Linked DNA regions of Columba livia: region 1 is linked to region 2. A link is a contact called in public Hi-C data. All regions are on one chromosome and are shown on one strand. The core of a region is the stretch at or near the end of the contact, and the rest is flanking DNA. Distances in the headings are between cores, read along the strand shown.

The links. A called contact is a pair of places that touch in the nucleus more often than the background predicts.
Region 1: a Hi-C map of liver shows a contact between it and region 2, with 5 times the contacts expected there. The contact joins the enhancer-like site here to the promoter of EPB41L4A in region 2. A contact is called at or near these places in 2 of 2 Hi-C or Micro-C datasets (crop and liver).

Annotation. Positions count from the first base shown.
Region 1 is chrZ:36,677,774-36,680,473 of bColLiv1.pat.W.v2, forward strand. All of the region lies in intron 18 of EPB41L4A (erythrocyte membrane protein band 4.1 like 4A), which reads left to right. Among named protein-coding and RNA genes, the nearest start is that of EPB41L4A, 120 kb to the left of the region's middle. Within about 2 kb of position 1,253, at least 1 of the 3 cell types and tissues checked has an H3K27ac peak away from gene starts, as active enhancers do.
Region 2 is chrZ:36,554,329-36,557,028 of bColLiv1.pat.W.v2, forward strand. EPB41L4A (erythrocyte membrane protein band 4.1 like 4A) reads left to right here and starts at 1,363. Exons shown (of 23, transcript XM_065045412.1): 1 at 1,363-1,687. The coding sequence starts at 1,589.

The DNA.
Region 1 (2,700 bases), core at 3-2,502, 120 kb after region 2:
GACGGATTGCTTTGTTGTAGACTGTTAAGAGCTAAACAAACATGAATTTTCTATTCAGTGTATGCAATACCTACATTTCACCTTAACAAGACCTTTATTTTTGTAAGCTTTTCTTCATTTTACCTTCAAAGGAAGTACAGGAACAGGCCTTTGGAAGGAAAATGTATTTAAAAACATACTTTTTCTATGTCATATTTCTGGATATTCTTTTGTGGGGAGTTGAATAAATGCTGTGATATTATCCCAGTATGGTAACACTTCTTAAACAGATGGGAACATAAATAACATCAACATGGGAATTCATAAAAGCAGTTTGCTCTGAGGAATCACTCTGTTTAGCTGTTCCCTCCCCCTCCCCCCTACCCCCACCCTGGGATGCCATATTGCTAAACCGGTATTTTACAGCCGTGGCTTCCTTGCTAGTATAGTTGCAGCAGTAGAAGGAGGGAGAATGACAGAGATCACAGAATTAAATGCCTGGAGCTGGCCACAGAAAGCAGAAGACACAGTTCCTACATAATGGAGAAATGAAGATGACTCCTTATTTAACCACTCTCTTTCCATGCTGCCCCACAAATCAAGATTTCTTACTGTAGGTGAGCCTTCACATGATGTTTGGTGATAGGAGAGATTTAAAGCCACATCCTGAACTGTTGTGTTTTCATGGATAAGTAAAAGCCCTGACCTGATTAGATGGGCTGGGGGTGTGCACAATACTCTGCTTTGTGGGGATCCAGGTTTGGGAGCGACCTTGAGGCTTTGCTTCCTCAGGCAAACTAAGGCTTTTAAGCATTACAAAGCCTCCCGGGAGAAGCTGGCATTTTTCAGGGAGCTTTCACATTCCCCATTGGCTGATTATTCAGCCTCGGAGGAGAATGTCTATCTTCCTAGCCCCAGGGTGATGCAGGGTTTGCAGCTGCTACGTTGTGAATAGGGGGTTGCATTGAAGGAGGAATCAATTCAAAACCGAGGGGTGAAAAAGGCTGTTAAATGCCACTGCATACCAAGGTACTGCATCAGGGAGTTAAAACCAGCATGGACGGATGTAGGAAGGAGAAGTAAATGCAAGAAGGAAGAAGAAGAAATAGGAGAAGTGAAAATCAGAGAAAATTAAATGCAACATAATAAAAAAAAACACATAAAGCCACAAAAAGCTCTGAATGCTGAGAACAGCCAGACTGCAAGCTACTTGTGGCCTTTGCCGTTGGCATCATGAGGACCTGAGTAGCTGGAACTGGCAGCAGAGCAGTCTGTCAGGGACAGGAATAGTCTGGGCTGTTGTTGTCATGCTGCCTTTGCTGCCTGGGAAGCCATCGCCACCTTGGAGCCTGAGAAGGTTAGGGGTTACTTCATAATAGTCCCACTAGGGAATCACAAATGTGAGGTTGTTTCTTACCCTTCTGTCTCTCTGTGGTATTTATAAAGCCATAAACTAGTATCTCCCAGTACTTCTGCACCTGTGAAATAAAAACAAACACACAAACAAACAAAAAAAGCCCAGAACATTGCCATCCCTAAATAATCTGCCTTTACATCAACTGTAAAACATTTACTGCAATATAGCTGTCTCTGAACATTATTCCTGGGCTGAAGCATGGAAGTGAGCCAAACACAGTAATGGTGAAATAAGTAAACAGTGAAAACAGTGCTAGAGGACAGTTCGGAATTATTTCTGATACAGCTCTGTCACTGGGCAAGGGAGAGCCAATGCAACAGATGCTAAAATGCAGAACTCTGCTGTGCTACTTGATCTTCATTTAAATTTGGATTATATCTATCCAAAAGCATTTTTTATTATAATAGGCCCTTTAGTTTAAGGAGAGAAAAAAAAAATAATAAGGCAAGCTGTATCTCTGATGTACAGTCTTTGAGAAACTTTGGACTTCAGTGACACCATTTATGCATGTTGAATCTGCCTAAAAGTTGCATCCCTCACAATTCAGATGGTGTGGAACAGTCTAGCTGTAGACACTGAGTTTATATAACCCCCAAGCAAATATAATCTCTCCATGCAAATGTAGTCTCTACCACTGTGTAAAACACTAATTTATTAAACTGCATGAATTTTGGTGAATCCTAGGTGCAACTTTAGCAACAGCTGGGGTTTTGCACTAATTCTGTGTCCTGGTTTCATCTGGCATAGGGTTAATTTTCTTCATAGTAGCTGGTATAGTGCTGTGTTTTGGATATAGAATAAGGATAATGTTGTTAACACAGTGATGTTTCAGTTGTCGTTAAGTGGTCAAGTACTTCTCAGCTTCTCCTGCTGGCCTACCAGCAAGAAGGCAGAGGGTGTACTGGAAGCTGGGAGGGGACACAGCCAGGACAGCTGACCCAAACTGACCAAAGGGATATTCCATACCACACGATGTCATGTGTATAAACTTGGGAGAAGCTGGCCGGGGGCAGTCACTGCCTGGGGATGGCCTGAACATTGGTCAGTGGGTGGTGAGCAATTGCATTGTACATCACTTATTTTGTATATTCTATTATTTTATTACTTAATTTATTATTCTTTTAGTTGATAATTATTGCTTATTATTATTCTCTCTTCCTTTGCTATCCTATTGAACTGTGTTCATCTCAACCTGTGATTTGTTTTTCAGTTCTTTCACTCATCACATTAAAAGGGGATGGGGTGAGTGAGCTTCTGTGTGGTGCTTGGTTGCCAGCTGGGATTAAACCATGGCACTCTGCAAT
Region 2 (2,700 bases), core at 113-2,612:
AGAAAAACATATATGCATATTCTTAACCTTATATGATCTTCAATAGGGCAACACATTCATGAAAACTTAAGCAAATGCACAGCCATCTGTGGGATCAGGACTCAGCTTTCTGCCTGAGGGGGAAAAATCATAGAATATAGATGTGTACAGCAACGAATTACAAAGGTGGACTGGTGTGTGCTCCAGAAACTACAGACAGCAACTGCAAAGGTGGTTGCAAGTTTTTCTGTGTTCTATATATATTTTTTTTAATAATACAGGGCTGTTGGTTTTTAAATTAAATATATCTGTAGCAAGTTCAGTATTTAACAGCACATTGGAGGAAACATTTCGGGACATGGCTGCTTTTAAAATCAGCCCCTCCATCGGTGTCTCCCGAAGCCGTTGCCGGGAAGCAGCGGGACAAAACTCGCTCCCTCACCGGACACCCTTCGGGCAGCACCGCCGAGCCCGGCGGGGCACCACCCAGACCAACCCGCCGCCGGTCCACGGGACAGCGCGGCCCCGCAGGGGTCAGTGTGGCAGCCGGGAAGGGCAGCGGGGGCAGGGGCCGGCGGGGGAAGCCCGAGGAGGGCGGACGGCACCAGGACCAGGACCGGGACCAGCGCCCCCGCCCCACTGCCGGCAACCGGCACGGCTGAGTCCCGGGAAAGGGCAGCGAGGATCCGACTCCCGACCTGGGATGCCGGTGGGGTACCGTGAGATGAGGCACGGTGCCGCGAGCCGGTCCGCGTTCTGAGTCGCGGACGGTGTAGCTGTCGGGCGGGCGCGGAGCAGTCAGCCCATAGGCGGCGGCGGCTCCTCGCCGGGCAGGTGCCGTCTGCCGGCCTCCGTCTCAAAGCCGCCCCCCTCCGCCGCCGTCCGCCCGGGGGGAGCCCAGTGCGGCGGCCGGCAGGAGGCGGCCGGCGGCTGCCCGGCGGCTGGATCGCTCGCAGCGCCCGGCGGTTCTCCCGCCATCCCTCCGCCCCTGCCGGGGGAGGAGGCGAGCGGCTGCCGGCGCCCTCCCTACATGGCCGAGGGCAGCCGGGGGACGCCAGCCCCGCGTCCGCCGGGCACTGCCGCCGCCCCACTCCGCTAGCAGGGTCCGCGGCCAAGGGGTAACATGGTCGCCGGGCAGGGAATCCCTCTCCGGCACCGGCGGCGGAGAAAGCTCCCCGGCGCCCGCTCCTCCACACAAAGGGGAGGCGCGGAAACGTGCGCGGACGGGGCGGGGGACGGGACGGGGGCGGGTGAGAGGCTCGGTACCACCCCGAGGCGGCAGCAGCGGGGAGCTCTGTGACAGCCCGCCGCGGGCGAGGGCTGCGCCCTGAGCTCCTTCCTAAAAAGCCGCCGGTTTTTTTCCTCCCTCTTTCCCACAGGGAGCGCCCGGCACCTTTCGTCCAGGCTCTTCCGCGGGATGGCGGCTGAGGGCCGCACCGTGGGGCTGGGTGCTGCGCCCTAGCACACGCCGCTCTGCAACGCTGCGGCGGGACGCGGAACCGGGTGCGGAGCCGGGCGCGGCCCAGACCCGGCTGCGCCTCAGCCCCTCTCCGCCGCCGCTTGAGGCTCTTCCCGCCTCCTCGCCCCGTCCCCGGCTATCGCAGCAGGTATGGGCTGTTTCTGCGCGGTCCCGGAGGAATTTTACTGCGAAGTTTTGCTCCTGGACGAGTCCAAGCTCACCCTGACCACCCAGCAGCAGGGCATCAAGGTAAAGGTGGTGGGGCTCTGGGATGCGCTGCGGGAGAGCCCCCGGGGCCCGGCCCCTCGCTGTGCGGTGCGGTTGCCCGGCGGCGGCTGCCTCCCTACCGCGTTTCAGTAACCGGGAAGGGAGCGGCGGTAAAGAAAAAGGGTTTTCGGGATCCCACAGGAGGTGAAAAAATGATTCCTTAACTTTCGTTGCGATCGCGCAAGGGACAGATGAATCGGGAAGACGCGAACCGGTGGGCTAGACGTGACTTTGGAGACTTTAAGATACTCAATAAAATGAGCAGGTGCCCACCACGCCGCAGCACGGGACGCTTGGTACAAGTGCTTTTCTGTACATTATACCAAAAAAAAAAAGTAAAAGGCGACTGTGTACACGGGCTGTTGCGCGTCCGTGTTGAGTCATTGCCCTTTCCCTCTGGCCGCCGCTCCCCGCCGTGCCCTCCCTGGGGTTGCTCGCCTCTCCGGGGGAAAGGGCACCGACAGCGGGGCAGAGCCGGGCGTCGCCCCCGGCCCCCGAGGGTGGCGAGGCTGCCGCTCCCGAGCGGAGGGGTGAAGATCCAGCCTCCCCTCCAGCTTTGCGGCCGGCAGCGTGAGCGGTGGGAAAAGCTCTTGTGCTGCTGCAGCCCGTTCGGCGCGGATGAACTCCTCAAAGTAGTCATCTGCCAAACGCTAATGAGCCCTGACAGAGCATGTGAAAACTGAGATTTTTCTAAAGGCCCTTAACTTGGTCCTGTTTGGTTAACCCTGATGACAGCAAGTGGCATGTCTCAGACACTTAAAGCCCTTGTCCGAAAAGCCAGGGACGTGAATTTATTTGCAACATAAGAGCATGGTTTCATTGTTCAATCAGGAAAAAAAAAAAAAAAAGAGAGAAAAAGAAAGACATCAGTTCTTCTAAAATTTATTGTTGGAAAGGACTGATATATTGTACCTAAGACATTAAAAAAAAAAAAAACAAAACCACAGACCAAAAAACCGGTATGCCTGTATGTTTCAGCTTGAATGATTAAAGTT